Regions from separate parts of the Gasterosteus aculeatus genome. Here region 1 is linked to region 2. The links are chromatin contacts, called in public Hi-C maps. All regions are on one chromosome and are shown on one strand. The core of a region is the stretch at or near the end of the contact, and the rest is flanking DNA. Distances in the headings are between cores, read along the strand shown. Region 1 has its middle 30 kb from the start of nr5a2. Region 2 overlaps nr5a2 (nuclear receptor subfamily 5, group A, member 2).

Evidence for each region. A called contact is a pair of places that touch in the nucleus more often than the background predicts.
Region 1: a Hi-C map of liver shows a contact between it and region 2, with 4 times the contacts expected there. The contact joins two enhancer-like sites. A contact is called at or near these places in 3 of 6 Hi-C or Micro-C datasets (liver and skeletal muscle).

The regions. Positions count from the first base shown.
Region 1 is chr8:13,635,920-13,643,215 of fGasAcu3.hap1.1, forward strand. No RefSeq gene overlaps it. Among protein-coding and RNA genes, the nearest start is that of nr5a2, 30 kb to the left of the region's middle. Within about 2 kb of position 3,447, at least 1 of the 9 cell types and tissues checked has open chromatin away from gene starts, as enhancers often do. A contact at or near this core is called in liver, where this site is marked.
Region 2 is chr8:13,555,799-13,562,732 of fGasAcu3.hap1.1, forward strand. The region is part of intron 6 of nr5a2 (nuclear receptor subfamily 5, group A, member 2); the gene reads right to left. Among protein-coding and RNA genes, the nearest start is that of nr5a2, 51 kb to the right of the region's middle. Within about 2 kb of position 4,728, at least 1 of the 9 cell types and tissues checked has open chromatin away from gene starts, as enhancers often do. A contact at or near this core is called in liver, where this site is marked.

The DNA.
Region 1 (7,296 bases), core at 2,197-4,696, 79 kb after region 2:
AGAATTTATAGTGTACATCTGTTGACAATATGATTGCAATACAAAACAACAACACGGACATATCTTTCATTGTTAGCAGCGAGTACATGCAGTTTTAATAAGTAAAAGATAATGGACGTTGTTTTAAACAAAGGGACTTGATGTCACCGTGGTGTTGAGACCATACCTTTCATCGTGCAGTTGCTCCAAGGCCTCTCTGCCATTGTTCTTTGGCAATCCCTCTCTGGTTGTGGACCCCACTGGAAAACAGGTGAGGCAAAACAATCATGCAACATCCCATCACTCTCTCCACGTTCAACAATAACACTCTGACTGCATCTTTCAGTAGTAAACACAGTCCTCACATTCAGGCCCTGTGCGAACGTCGCTCCGGAAACAAATACATTGTCAGAGGCCGAGTAGGGAAGTAAAAGACAGAGGCCAAAGCGTGGTGGAAATCGGAAAACAGCCCTCAACTCCCTTTGAAAGAGTCCTGGCGATGAAAATATGTAATATAAATAAAGCTGTGGACGCTTTGAAAGCCAAAGCCTTCCTTCCTGACCCAGTCCTCTGTGGGGGGGGGGGGGGACGCCCACTTATGAGCCCTTGCTCTTAAATTCCCAGAGACCACTCTGTCATCAGCGTCCCAACTGCTGCTTTCATACACGCGATGGCCAGACTCACTTCCCCGTCTTGCTCTCTCTATCTGCCCAGCTCTTAGTCACTTTCGCCCCTTCAGCCCTTTTATGTCTACCCCCCCCCCCTCCCTGGACAGGATCTTTCCATGTCGGCTTAAAGGCCCCCAAACAAGTTCCAATTATTTCACCCGTGACGTGTTTGTGGCCTGTAAGCGGTCGCGACTCCAATCTCTCTGTCGGTGCTCTAAAGTGCTTCTGATATTGGAACCTGACTGGCGGATGTAAAGAAAGACATAATGACAGATGACTGGCTGATTGGCTGAAACTATAAAACAGCTCATTAAAGTAAAACCACTGTGTTGGTTTGTTTTGAAACTGACTCCAGCTCCTCAGCTTCGGCACACTGTTGTATCACTTAACTATTGTCACTGAGAGATTTCGTGTGTGCTGCAGGAAACCCCAGCTGTTGTGTCAGTGTTTCCTGGGATTCTTAGTACAGTGATATTTGCGTACCAAGGCTAAATGAATAAAGGAAAGTGTGACTAAAACTGAAGCTCTATCAATCAAGGCAATGGACATCACAGTGCGTAGTGTACGATAAACAAAAGAACAGTGCTTTCATCGAAAGATGGAAAAAAGATAAGACTGTGAATGTGAGTTTGCTGAACGTAACTCCCCATCCATACGGACAGATATCAATACAGGTAAATAAATGCTCCAATAAAGTTAAAAACAAAACCATTTACAGGCACCATTAGCTCAAGAATGTACACATGGAATAGTACACTGCACAGCACAGCAGTGGGGAAACTGCGTGTTTATGTGCAACATTGCCCAAAAAACTCCTGGATCATACATCAAATTCAACCCAGGACACAAACTGGGCCCTGCGGTTGACCCTCCGTGGCAGGGTCCCTAATGACATCCACCAGCTTGGCTCAAACAGGGCAGTGGTTTCCACCGAGGACAGGCCTTTTTGATCTTTCTGCTGAGCTGGTGGAGCTGGGTCAAGGTGAGAGACCTGCTGTTCAGCCCACCGCTCAGACCTGTGATGCACTCCGGTTAATTGCAACTGACTCAAATGTTTTATCTTTTCAGTTTTTGGTCATTTCATCAAACTTTTGCCCCCCCCCCAACCCGTACCCCCTCGCATATTGGTGTGTCTAGCTCAGAGCTGGTGTGGAAGCAGATCTTCAAACTACAATCTTGGACCATGCAAATTCAAGCAATAATATTTGTCCACACAGTGTTTACAATAAGAAATCAGAATGTTGAATTGTATGAAAATTTCCGTTTTAAAAAATATACAATTTCTTAACCACTCTGAATGTTTTATCTGCATTTTGTCTCTGAGCAGACAAGGTGTTTACTCAAATGGGCATTAGAAATATTGAATATTGCATCTTATACAACTCATTCTACTACTGAAAGTACTAGTTCCATATTTAACACACCATACCGGAAGTTAGCAATTTGTAAACATAACGATTCACCTGTTAGTCATTTTTTTATGTTTGTATTATCAATCAATCAAAAAAAAAGAGACGATAACTCGAAAGTCCTTTATAGCTTCCTGCAAGAAGAAACCATTAAAGTGAAGCGCATTGTCTGGAGGTCGGGCTGAAAATGTCCGAGGAAGCGCATAATAATCATGTGAAAAAAAAAAATGCTCCGTGAGAAACAGACGTAAATAATGAACCAGGAAACGGGAGATCAAAGCTTTTGAGTCGGACCCCCGTTTGTTTTCATGCTCACCCAGGCCTGGCAATAAAACACGCAGGAGTCGCACTTCAGAGAGAGGGGGTGAGGGGGGTAGTGACGCAAGGAAGTGCTGAAAACGGTTGCGTCCCATCCTGAGGATCCCGTGCCAGTATCCCCATGTTAGGGAAAGGCGTCAGGTAGGGCACTGTTTACCAGGAAAGGGGACAAACCACACAAAACGTCCGGATCAGAAAGGACCCTGTGGCCGGGGGGCCATCTTGCCAAACACAGAAGACTTTTGTTTCTTATCCCTTGATGCTACTGGACAAAAAACAATGCACGCCTTAAAATGCCTAGAGATCAAAGTTCAAATTCAGGACTGCAGTGTTTGTGTTTGTATGCAAGTAGGCGAGGTGACGTTATTCGGTTTTCCAAGAACGAATAGGATGAGTTTAAAGCCAAGTCATCAACTGGAAGGGTGTTGTGATTGTAAAATGCCGCCTGTTTTTCTCCTCTGTGTTACGCTTTTACAATAGCATTCCCACTCAAGAAAAGCCAACTGTAAACATTTTATGAATCAGAGATAAATGCCTTTTATGTCCCGGCATTCAACTATACTTCTCGACGAAAAGGGGTTTATGATGGAATTGCGAGTTTGTTTGTGTTAAAGTTGCAGCACCTGTACGGATGTTGTTTGAAACAAAGCAATAAAGCAGCTATGAACATTTCATCATCATCGTCTACTGAGTATAATAGGCAGTGTGTGTTTTTGGAGGCCAAATGCATAATGCCTTTGCTGTATTTTTGCTTCATCAATTACACATTGCTCGAAAATCTACTGCTCCATCTATGTGGGTAAGAAAGAGTGACAGAAAACTGTATGGCTCAGTTGGCTCTGCCACTGGCGTTGTTTGCTCATACCCATCTGCTCCGGAGGGATCCAATCTCGCAGTGTCCAGTAAATGTACTCGCACTGAATTCCATTTCTCTGCCTGTGTATCTGACCTCGGAAATCAATATAATGTCAGCCTTTACTTGACTCTGACCGCAGTCTTTTAATAGTGTTTTGATATGCAGGCAAATTAATTCACCTTAATGGGGTACATGGGGTCAATGTACTTTGATCCCATTTGGGCTAAAGGCTGGAAGGATTCCATTTAGTTTGCTGGGATCCTGGATCTTGTTTGTGTGTGTGTGTGTGTGTGTGTGTGTGTGTGTGTGTGTGTGTGTGTGTGTGTGTGTGTGTGTGTGTGTGTCAGACTTGTGCCAGGCAAATTTACTTCTTTTCTCAGAACCCATGAATGATTCCCCTGGGATCGATCCACAAAAACTAATAGCTATATTATGCACATTTTCAAGTTGGACCTGTAACATAGATTAATTATTGTGTCATTACCTTGACGTGCTATTTTACAAATGTGTAAATATCCATCTTAAGCAGCTGAATTTGTCCACCTATACTACTTCTATCACGGTCTGCAAATAAGCAATATAGGCTGAGCAGGCCAGCTAGATGGATTTTGTGGGAACCCATTGACATCCAAATAAATTTAAGTTTGGGGAAGCTTTTCCGACTGTGCAGTGAATCTTGCTCACTGCGCCCCTCGCCTCTCCGGTCCATTCGTATTGATTCCAATCTCAACCTTTTCCAATAAAGCTGGGTTCATGAGTTCATTATTACAACAATGGAGGTGTAATTGGCTTTCAGGCATCTAAGAGGCTATTTGCACTAATCTATTTGATGAGGAGATGTTAACGGCCACTTTGAATAGCGCAGTGTGAGCCAACTTTGCCCTGTGTTCCTGCGTTTTTGGAGCTATCAAGTCAGTCGATAAGCACATTAACCAGATATACTGTAAAACCGAGGGTTTAATGCCACGTTAAAGATGCAAGATCCGAGATTTGGGAGCGTTTGGTTTGACTTTCAATTGCTATCAAAATGTTGACGGCTAGCCGGCAACTCAGCTAAAGGTGCTAACGGTGGCAACGGTGCTAAACAGCTGTAACCGCCACATGGGAGCAGTGCAGAGCAGCGGTTGGGGCTTTACGGCTTCCCCGGCCCCGGACTTTGTCGCTTCCCCACAGACTGGAGTCTAAACGGATCCAACGCGGACTGAATGCACATCAGCAGGTCGTGTTTGATTCTTCTGGAAATACCCGTATCCTTTCTGCTCCGTATTTTTATCAACTATGATAATCCGGTCATGGATCACATCTCTTGGCTGCGTCGATGCGCCGTCTCACTCCCTCTTCTGGCACTTCTCATATCCCTCCAATCTCTTCTGGCAAAACAGCACTTTTGGAATTACTGTGTGTTTGCATTACTGTTGCATATTTCTCTGACATTTTGTAATGTTTATTGCGCCTTAAACATTATCGGCTGTCTTACTTTAAACACGTATCAAACTTCAACTTGCTCTCAACGTTGAACTTTTTAGAATTGTTAGTCAAAGGTAACTTCACAAAACCAGAACACAAGAATTTGTTCCTGGCTTCTCTGGAGATGAAATACCAACTTCTGTCTTTCTTTGGTCGGACATGCTGACGACGGTTTGTGCTTCTTTTTGACCTGATTGTTTGATCGTACTGATACTGTTTGTCTTCACGTATATATTCCCAAGCACATGCACACATATACACATTTACGTATGCAAACACCCCCCCTACACACACGCACACACACACATACACACTCATTGTGATGGGATGTGTCAACTAGATTTGGCTGGAATCTGTGTACCACTTAGACAAAGGCTCTGTTCATTTTTGTTATACTCTAGCGATACAGACAAGGATGTGGTTCCTTAGAAACATTCAGATTGAAAACAGAAAATTACAGAAATACTAGAGATGGAAAAAAAAACGAAAGATCCAGAAAGATCCTTTGGTCGCTCAAGTTGACTCCTAACAAAACATATTGAAATAATCTGGCGTAATGTGTTACAGTGGTTGCAGCTTTGTAAATAGGAGAAAGTTTTCAGGTCCAAAGGGTGCTCATTAGTCGGACTCATTCCTCCGTTGGTTGGCATTGACAGAGTCTGAACTCACACTTGTATAATATAAATGCAAGAATCAATGGTATAATAATACACTTGGAAAGAAATGTCTACCGAGCAGCAGGTGTTACGTTACACCTCCCGTTAACTTCTTTTTTTAGGAGCAGACCAGTGTGGGGTTATGCAAGACAGATGCAAGCCACACAGCTCCCCTTTCAACGTATAGCTGGCAAGACGCAGTTATTCAGGACGGTTCCTGTTTTTCCAGCCGAGGGGTATTTCTTTGGTTTTACAGTAAGGGGGCGGGTGGGTTGGGTGTTTTGAGGCGCGCGGGGAGGGTGGGGGGGGGTGGTGGTGAGCAATAGATAGATGGATGAGAGCCTATGAAGGGAGGCCCAGGCGGTTGTGGAGACTTCCTACGATGAAAAGGTCAGTGGCACCTGTAAATCTGTGCAGCTGGAAAAAGTTTGGGAGCAGGGGGGAGGAAGAGGAAGGAGTTTCGCTGCTCTCCAATGCCCCTGCTGCTTAGCAAACACACAGACAGACACACAGGCACACGTATGTGTTATTGTAGTTGTGAGGATGTAATCTTATTTCTCCTCTTCCTGCCTAAATTAAAGCAAATCAGAGCAATTTACCTCAAACAACATCTGTAATGGATGAGCTAACAGTACAAACGCACCAATGCACTCAGCACGTACAAAACAGTTTTCTCAATTACAACTTATAAGTGTGGTTAATTGTGAGTTCATTGAAATTTAGCTCATTGGCAAAAATAATTTAGATTTTTTTTAATTTTTTTTTAATTTTTTTAATTGATTTATTTTATAATATTTTTTTACTTCCTTGCTCTATTTTGAGTAAAAAGAGTAACCAGAGTATGCAAGTCAGATGCATAAACCGTTACACCTCTTGTGGAGTTCAGACACGCTTGAAAATTATGATCCGATCCTGAAATAACAATGTAGACAAGTGTGTGAAAAGTAATTATGGGTGGGTGTCAAATAAAAAAATACCGGAAACTTTTAATTGTTTTCATCCCTTTTGTAAAATAGGAGATGGTACAATACGTTAAAGTTGTACCACTGCAACTGTGAAAACATTGTTGACATATTTTAATCAGCACCTCGCACCAGGATAACAAGTGCAGCCTAAATGTGTGTAATCCAGCTGCGTGTGTGTATGTGAGTGTGTGAACTGCCAGTGTGGATTTATTGTCCAAGTCCTCCACGGCAGCTGGGTGGCGTGGAGGGTCAGAAAGGCCTGGTCAAGGCTACTTCCTCCTCCTGCCAACCAAAAGATCACAGCCTGCTGACAGACACCTGCTCTCAGCCTAAAACCACAAGAACAGCGCAGTGATTTCCAGGAAACATTATGAGAAAAATCTTCGGGTGCACAAAAATAATGACGTTTACCGGCTGTCTCCTTGGGACTTATCGCTTGCCTTCAAGTACATGGATGCATTTATATTTGATTAATTGTAATAGGGTCGAGTAGAAAACACACAGTGAAGACACAACACGACAACAAACACTCTTTTAGAATTCGCAAGGAAACAATCTTTTCAACTATCTTTAGTCTTCCCCTGCTCCTCCACTGCTCACTTAACTGTCATGATGCCTCATGTCTGTCAAAAAAAGGTCCGGTACTATCACAGACACCCATTGTTATTTTGGAGTAGCACGTGTTTGCATAGCCAAAGGTTTGGTTTCATTGTGCTCCAATGTAAAGCGGCCATGTTGAATGTTCACTCTTATCTTCATCTATCATATTCTCGTTTTTATTTATGAGGGCCAAAATAAACAAGAGATGTGCAGCGTGGATTGCTGCGATTACACCTTCAAATTTATTTTATTTGAGTCTAAGCTGGAGCAGGTGTTCAAGTTACAATATACAATTGATATGAAACGGTGAATATGTGGCTTCTCTTAAGGCTAGGTTGAAGTCTAATTCGATTAAATGTAGAAAGCAAGACCCATGAC
Region 2 (6,934 bases), core at 3,478-5,977:
GACAAATAATGGTCTTATTTGCACAGTAAACACATTCTGGCAAATACATGGAATTAAGTATTGCTCAAAAAGTGGATTTTTAATAATATTAAAGAACACAGTCCTCAACCCTCCACCGCACTCTAATCAGCCCTTATTTCACAACCTTTTGGGGGATTTGTACCTTCCTTTCCCTAAATATTGTCATTTGAATCTAAATCTGGAATCTGTAAACCAAACACATCATGTTTTAGGTATTTAATTGAAGAACAAGCTATTCCTGATTAGATGTCTAAACCTCCAAATTCCCAGAAAAATCACATCAGTGTCCTCAGTTACAACCCTGGAAGTTTGTATTATAGGTACATGTTGGTCTGAGGGATCATTTGCTATTGAAGGCCATGCTGTCGAGACAAGGGTTTAAGGGAAAAACCTCCAAATGCAATGCCCCCCCCCCCCCCAAAAAAAGAAAGTGATTTCAATAGTATGTATTTTGTAGCTTCTTCATTTTTTCATCTTAAAATTGTGTGACACCATGTCCTAAAAGTTTCCTCTGCAGTACAGGCAGTGTGGGTGTCCCTAGCAAATACAGATCATGTTGCAAAATAATCACTTCAATATTAGAGAGTGCGGCAAAATGACAAAGTGAGCCCAGACCACAGCAAAAAAATATGAGGTGTTGCCATGGTTTCTCATCATAATGTTGACTGTGTGTGGCGCAAAAGTGTAGGCATGTGGCGAAGAGTTTGATGGGTGTATGTGTGGATGTTTGGTGAGGGGGGGGATTAGTACCCAGAGTCAAACTCATTAGTGGAAAGTGAGGAAAAGAGAACATTTTAATTGCTAATTATTACCAGAGTAGCATTTGATCCTTTGGCCTCCCAAAAAAAGTGACAATAGTTTGATACCTACTACTGTACCTACTACCACACTGTCAAAATCAAACCAAAACCAAATAAAGCAGCTTACTTAATTTGTTACTATTAACATCAAAAATCATTTTGATTCAAATGCACTGATCATTCAAAGGGACGGTAGGGGTGATGAAAGAAAGAAAAGGGTTAGGGGCAAAAAAACAATTGATCAATGATTCCCAGACAGTGTCAGGTCGGAGCATTAAGTGTGCTAAGCGCTCTCCCCCACCCCCCTCCACCCTCCCCCTCTATCTTTTGCTCTCCGTCTCATTGTACAGTCACTCTGGGACTAATTATCAACTTTTTTTTTTTCACATAAAACAGCCACAGCTCGTTGCAGCGCCGCGTCTGAATACTCAACTGGAAACCCTGAGGTCCCACGGAATACATTGTTTCTTTTGACGGGCGATCATGCTGAAGCCAACGACCTACACACACACACACACACACACACACACACACACACACACACACATCCATTCTCTCTATCACAAAGCCCCTGAAATCACTGCTGTGCTTTTTAATTAGACAAGCTTTGCTGCGTGTGTGTGTGTGTGTGTGTGTGTGTGTGTGTGTGTGTGTGTGTGTGTCCGCATGTTCTTTTACACTCTTTCACAGCCCCTTGCAATCCACCTGCTCCAGGGACACATACAGCATTTAGACACACCGCACATTCACTCATGCAAATACGTGCTGCATTACTACACTCTGATCTTGCTTTTGCCTCACAGACTGGACACTGTTTGGTAGAAACTTAGAAAAAATCACTTGGTGTCAAAGTTCAGGCAAACATACAGCACTTTGTTTATGGCTGTAGGAAGCTAAAGCAAACCTCACTCTGCAGTGAGGCGTAGATCCTAGATGAGTAAGACCTGGAATTTGCCCCAAATTTAAACGACAACAGGGTTGAAAAAGGTCATAAATGGCTGATTATGTGCTGTGCAAATAAGGATAATTTAATACATTTGGAGGGTAAACTCTTTTTGCTTGGATTTATTCACTTAAACCTTTTGCGAAGCCCAAAATGTGTTTTATAAAACATGAATCACTCTTACGGTAATCAGCCTGACATGTCAGACATACCTTTGACAACCTCTGCCCTCTATTTTCCATCACGTTGTTTCGCCATCACACTATGACCTGTTTCCAGTCATGTTAGGTACGGCAAAATAACACCCTGGTCTTTCACAGTCCACCTTTAGTGCCCCAATCAATAAACCTCAGTCACATGCTGCCAAGTCAGTGTACCTTTCCGACTTCACAACCTGTGCTTCTTGCCAAACTCTCGGGTCATAAACAGTTATTGTGGCAAGTACTGTTAGTAAACTTGGTCAATTAAACGTGAGTGGAAAACAAACTGTTCCCTTCCTGAATAGGTGGAGATTGAGGCCGCCACCTCTTCAGATAGCAACACCATCAAAGCTGAAGCACCTTTTACTGCTCCAGCGGTGCTTTAAAGAGCAAGTTGAACCCGTGTCCTGGCCAAGTCCTCTTTATTGCACCCTACTGGATTGTTACCAGGTCAACATTGTCAACTGCTACTTCATTCATTGTTAATATGCCTGACAGCCAATCAGAGGCTGGGGCGTTGAAAGAACAGTACCCAGCAACCTTTGACTGGGCGCGTTGACGGGACAACGTGAGGACTGAGCACAGCCGACAATGAGCTACGGTGGAGCTGTGTGTGTTCGCTTGGAGAATTTGGCCTGCGTGAGAGTGCACGAGTGTGGTGTTAAGAAAAAGGGCAGCAAGGGCCAATCAACGCAGATAACGTTCACGGGGCAAGGGGCAACGGCCGCACGGCCAACCGCGTCCCTCGGGATATGATCAGAGTTGCGGTGCACCGCTGGGCTTCGTTTTGGAGGAGAGCAGCCTCCCTCACCGGCCATTTTACCCTCAAACTACAATAAAGTTATGAAGTACCACAAACTCGCGCTGCTGCGCACACACACACACACACACACACACACACACACACACACACACACACACACAAACACACAGATGAATTCTCCTCTGACATCATTCAAACGTGGAAGTGTGTGTCTGTTTTTTTCCTCTACAGGAGACTCTGCTTCCCTCATCTATCTGAGCTTGCCAGCAAACAAGTTTCCCTTCTCCCCAGAGATCTCAGCTTCCTTGTTTTGCTGCGTGTCCCATTTGGGGAATTGCCTTTCTTAGATACAACGCCTCCACGTTACAGGCGAACAAAAATACATGGGGGGGTAAACTGATGTTCATTTCTCCTTAACATTAAATGGTTGTTCTTTGAGACTTAATAGAACAGAGGCTAAAAGGATAACTAGCATCACCCTGAGATTATCCAATCAGAGGAGGCAAGGGAAGGACGTTTAAACTGAATGTTGCTCTCTAATAACAGTGAATTGAAGCACGGACAAACGCTGCAAAACGTGAATGTTTGTAGACGGGATGTTAAACATTGTCATCATTTAAATAAGTGGGATAATGAAGTAGCTTTCCGAGAGTCTCTCCTCACAGACCTTCATGGTGTTGCCCTCCTTTTCTACGAATCAATACTGACATGAATTGTTTTGTAAATAACGAAAAAAAGACCAATCATCAATATGTTTTATCTTAGCGTATGTTCGTAGTGAATTAGGAAATGTCTTTCCTTTCCCATCTTTAGTTGTGTCATTATTTAACAAAGGCATCAATAAGCCACCAATAGTGACCCATTATCTTGAAAAGGTACCCTTTGTTTCACCAACATAGAGTTATACACTGTAGCTATGCCCACAAGCTAACATGGAGCTGCGTGTCCAGAGGCCAACTATCCTCTGCGCTAACGACGCATAATATCAATTGTCTCACAGTTCCTGGAAATCGGTGGCCCCCCCGGTGTGCACCGGCTCTTGTCAGTGTGTTAGAATACACCATGAAGGCTCAATTTGCGCTCCGTCTCATCAACCCCCAGGGGGGAAAACGCTGCGCAGGGTACGACAGACCATTACGCCAGCGCGGTCCATTCAGGGATATATTAAGTCAAATGTCAACCTCCTCCGACAACGTTGCCAAGTAGTGGCTGGTTCAGTCCCGTCGCCCAAGGACGGGTTTGGGGGTTCAGCGGGGCAATGGAGAGAGGTTGAGAGGTGTTTAGAGGAAAGGAAAAGTGCCTTAGGACCCATAAAATAAACAAGAGAAAAGGCGCTCCGAGCAGGAAGGAGACAAGCTCTCCTCATTGACTATGCTGGAAGGTGCTGGGGGGTTTATCCCGATATGAAGGGAAAAACAAATGTACTTCCTGTTGTCCATCCTCTGTTTAGCTGTGGTATTATGGACTTGAAGGCCTTTAAAAGACAGGCACAATGTGGGTGGATGATGTAGGTATTAAAGTGATAGGTCAGACTTACCACAGGATGGTACGTGTTAATCTACGTTAAAGGAGGTAATTATTTGCTGTCATATCGATACAAAGAAGTTCCAACAATTAGTCTACTCCTCGAAGCTTCTCATCTCAAGAGCTCAATGAATTTTCTGTTTTTGTGGGTTAAAATATTGTGTATATACTGTGTGTATTACTGTTGTTCATGTTATCAAGCTGCAGACTCATGCTGCTGGGGTGAAAAGCATCTCATTGTCTGAGCATTATGAAAATCTATTTGCCAGAGGGAAACTAAGAGATTTGAATGGGCAATGAATCTGTGGTCCCTCCAGTCGACCCCCACCCCCTTTGTTTCTCATTGCCCCTTTCATTGGTCCCCCTCGAGGCTGAACCAAACGCCCTTCAATGGACGGACCTTGGACGGGGCAGTGCACCCACAGGTCCATGCTCTCTCACCCTGCTAATGCCATCTGGGTTTTACACACAGTTAACCGTCCCTCCACCAAAACAGCTCCCGGTCACGCAGCTAATGGCGCTGAGGCTTGGATGACCTGCTCACATCTAATTGGAAAATTATCCAGAAGAATAGTCACTGTTTGGTGTAATCTGGGGTAATGTAGCAGTACAACTAAACAAACCCAAATTTGAATGAATTAGAAATCAATACAGCTGTACATGTGTGGGGAGTCTCCAGGGTCTGCTGGAATTGACCCCCCCCCCCCCCCCTCCCCCTCCCCACACACCCCTTTTTTGTACCGGTCAGCAACAGAAGAGGCAGACGCGACGTATCATGTGTGCGTAGATGCTGTCTCTTTCCATCAATCCATGCGTGTGAACCTCGTTTACATTCAGTGCACTTTTGCACCCCTCGGCTAATTACACACAGGGTTTGTTTGGTGGTGGAGGGAAAGCGTTGGGGAGTGGAGGGGCACGTCAACCTTTCTTGTTTATGATAAAGTGACAGAAAATCATTGGGGGGTCAAGTGCCCCCCCCCCGCCCCCTCCAACTCTCCATCGCCCCGAAAACTCCTGCAGCAGTACAGAAGGTGCCTGGTGTGGGAAGCCTCCCCTTTAATGAGACCATTAAAGGCCCCGTCTCTCCGTCAATAGATTTCTCTCATTCTTTCTCTGACAAATTTGAATTAATAATTCAGTTCCAAGCGCCTTGGGATGTATATTTTCAGCATGAAGGACAGTTAATCCATAGCGTCATTTCCCCCACTACCCCATCTCCCTCCTTCCTCTCCTCTCCTGCACTCTTTCGTTTTAAATCTACCCCAGTCTCTCCCTCCTCTTTTGCTTCGTTCTAGTTTGAAGATGGAAGCCGGCAGGTAGCATGTTTTATCACACCTTCTTTTAACTACTTTGGTCTCTGTGTGATTTCAGTCCCCTCTCGTGTGACAAGTGGAGTCAGCTTAAGTGCAAATTGGGCTTCAATTTGTATGTTTGTGTCTTCTCTGTCCATCTGGCTAATGTAAAACTGTGTCTGCATACTGCCTCAAGTTGGAGTTGAATTGGAGTGGACTTTCAAAATGGACATTACAAAGGAATTACAGGAAATTAGTAATTTAACGTATAAACCACAAAGAAAAGAAAAAGTGTGTTGAATGTTTTTTTTTTAAATTTCTAAATTTAAAAGTGAACAAAACAAACCAACTAATAACTAAAAAAATTTCCTTGATGTTTCTTTTCCCTTTTAGATCGTTTTTTAGATCGGCATATTCGGGACCAATTATAAAAGAAACAGCAACCAGATCTGACTAAGAAGAAGAAGCAAAGGGAAAAAAGAAAATGAACAAAAAAAGATCAATCATTCTATTTCATCATCTTTGTTTGTGGGAAGTAGTAAAGTTTTTTAATTTCCTCGGGTCAGCGTCATCAAGCCCTAAAATAATTGACAGGAGCACAATATGTCACGCCAACAGTAGAATATCAGTGCCAGGTGGCACTAAAGTACAACTTTAGCCCAGGAGCTGGCATGACAAATGACTTGCAGTGCCCCACAATATTCCTTTTCATTAAACAACTTTTTATTTTGATGATGTGTGTGTGTGTGTGTGCGTGTGTATGTGTGCAAAAGTATGCAAATAATTGCTTTTGTTTCAACACATGTTGGCTCCCTGACCCTGATTTCTAATGAATGCGTGCAGCTCTAAAGTTTGACACCACCATGTTGCTTTCATAAGGCGATACAAAGCTATGCTCAACATGTACGTCTCGATTCTGTGTAAGACAATAAACTCACAGGGCTTTGCTGCTTAAAATATCCCACAGCACAAGAAGAGAGACGAGAAAGGAGTTGTGGGCTCAAAGTAGAGAGAGAAAGAGAGAGAGAGAAAGGCTGGGAGGACAAGAGACAGCGAGCACCTGTTGGATCATCTGTGCTTCAAAACGTTTAATCACTGTCTCTGGTTACGCGTGCACACATGCCACAGCATGCGCGCACACACATCACCTTAAAGCTCCGCTGTGCTGCGCCCTGCCAGACGTATCTCGTAACCACATTGTCCAAAGACAAGCACGCACACACAGAAGCTCAAAGAGCAAAGGGAAGAGGGTGTATAATCTTATAGCGGCCACCTGACCGCCATATAGCTTACCGCCCAGCACATGCCGCTGCAATGTACACATTCAAACAGCAACACAAAGCCTGGAAAATGCCATGACATTTACGCGGTGCCAGTGAGCTGCATTTGCG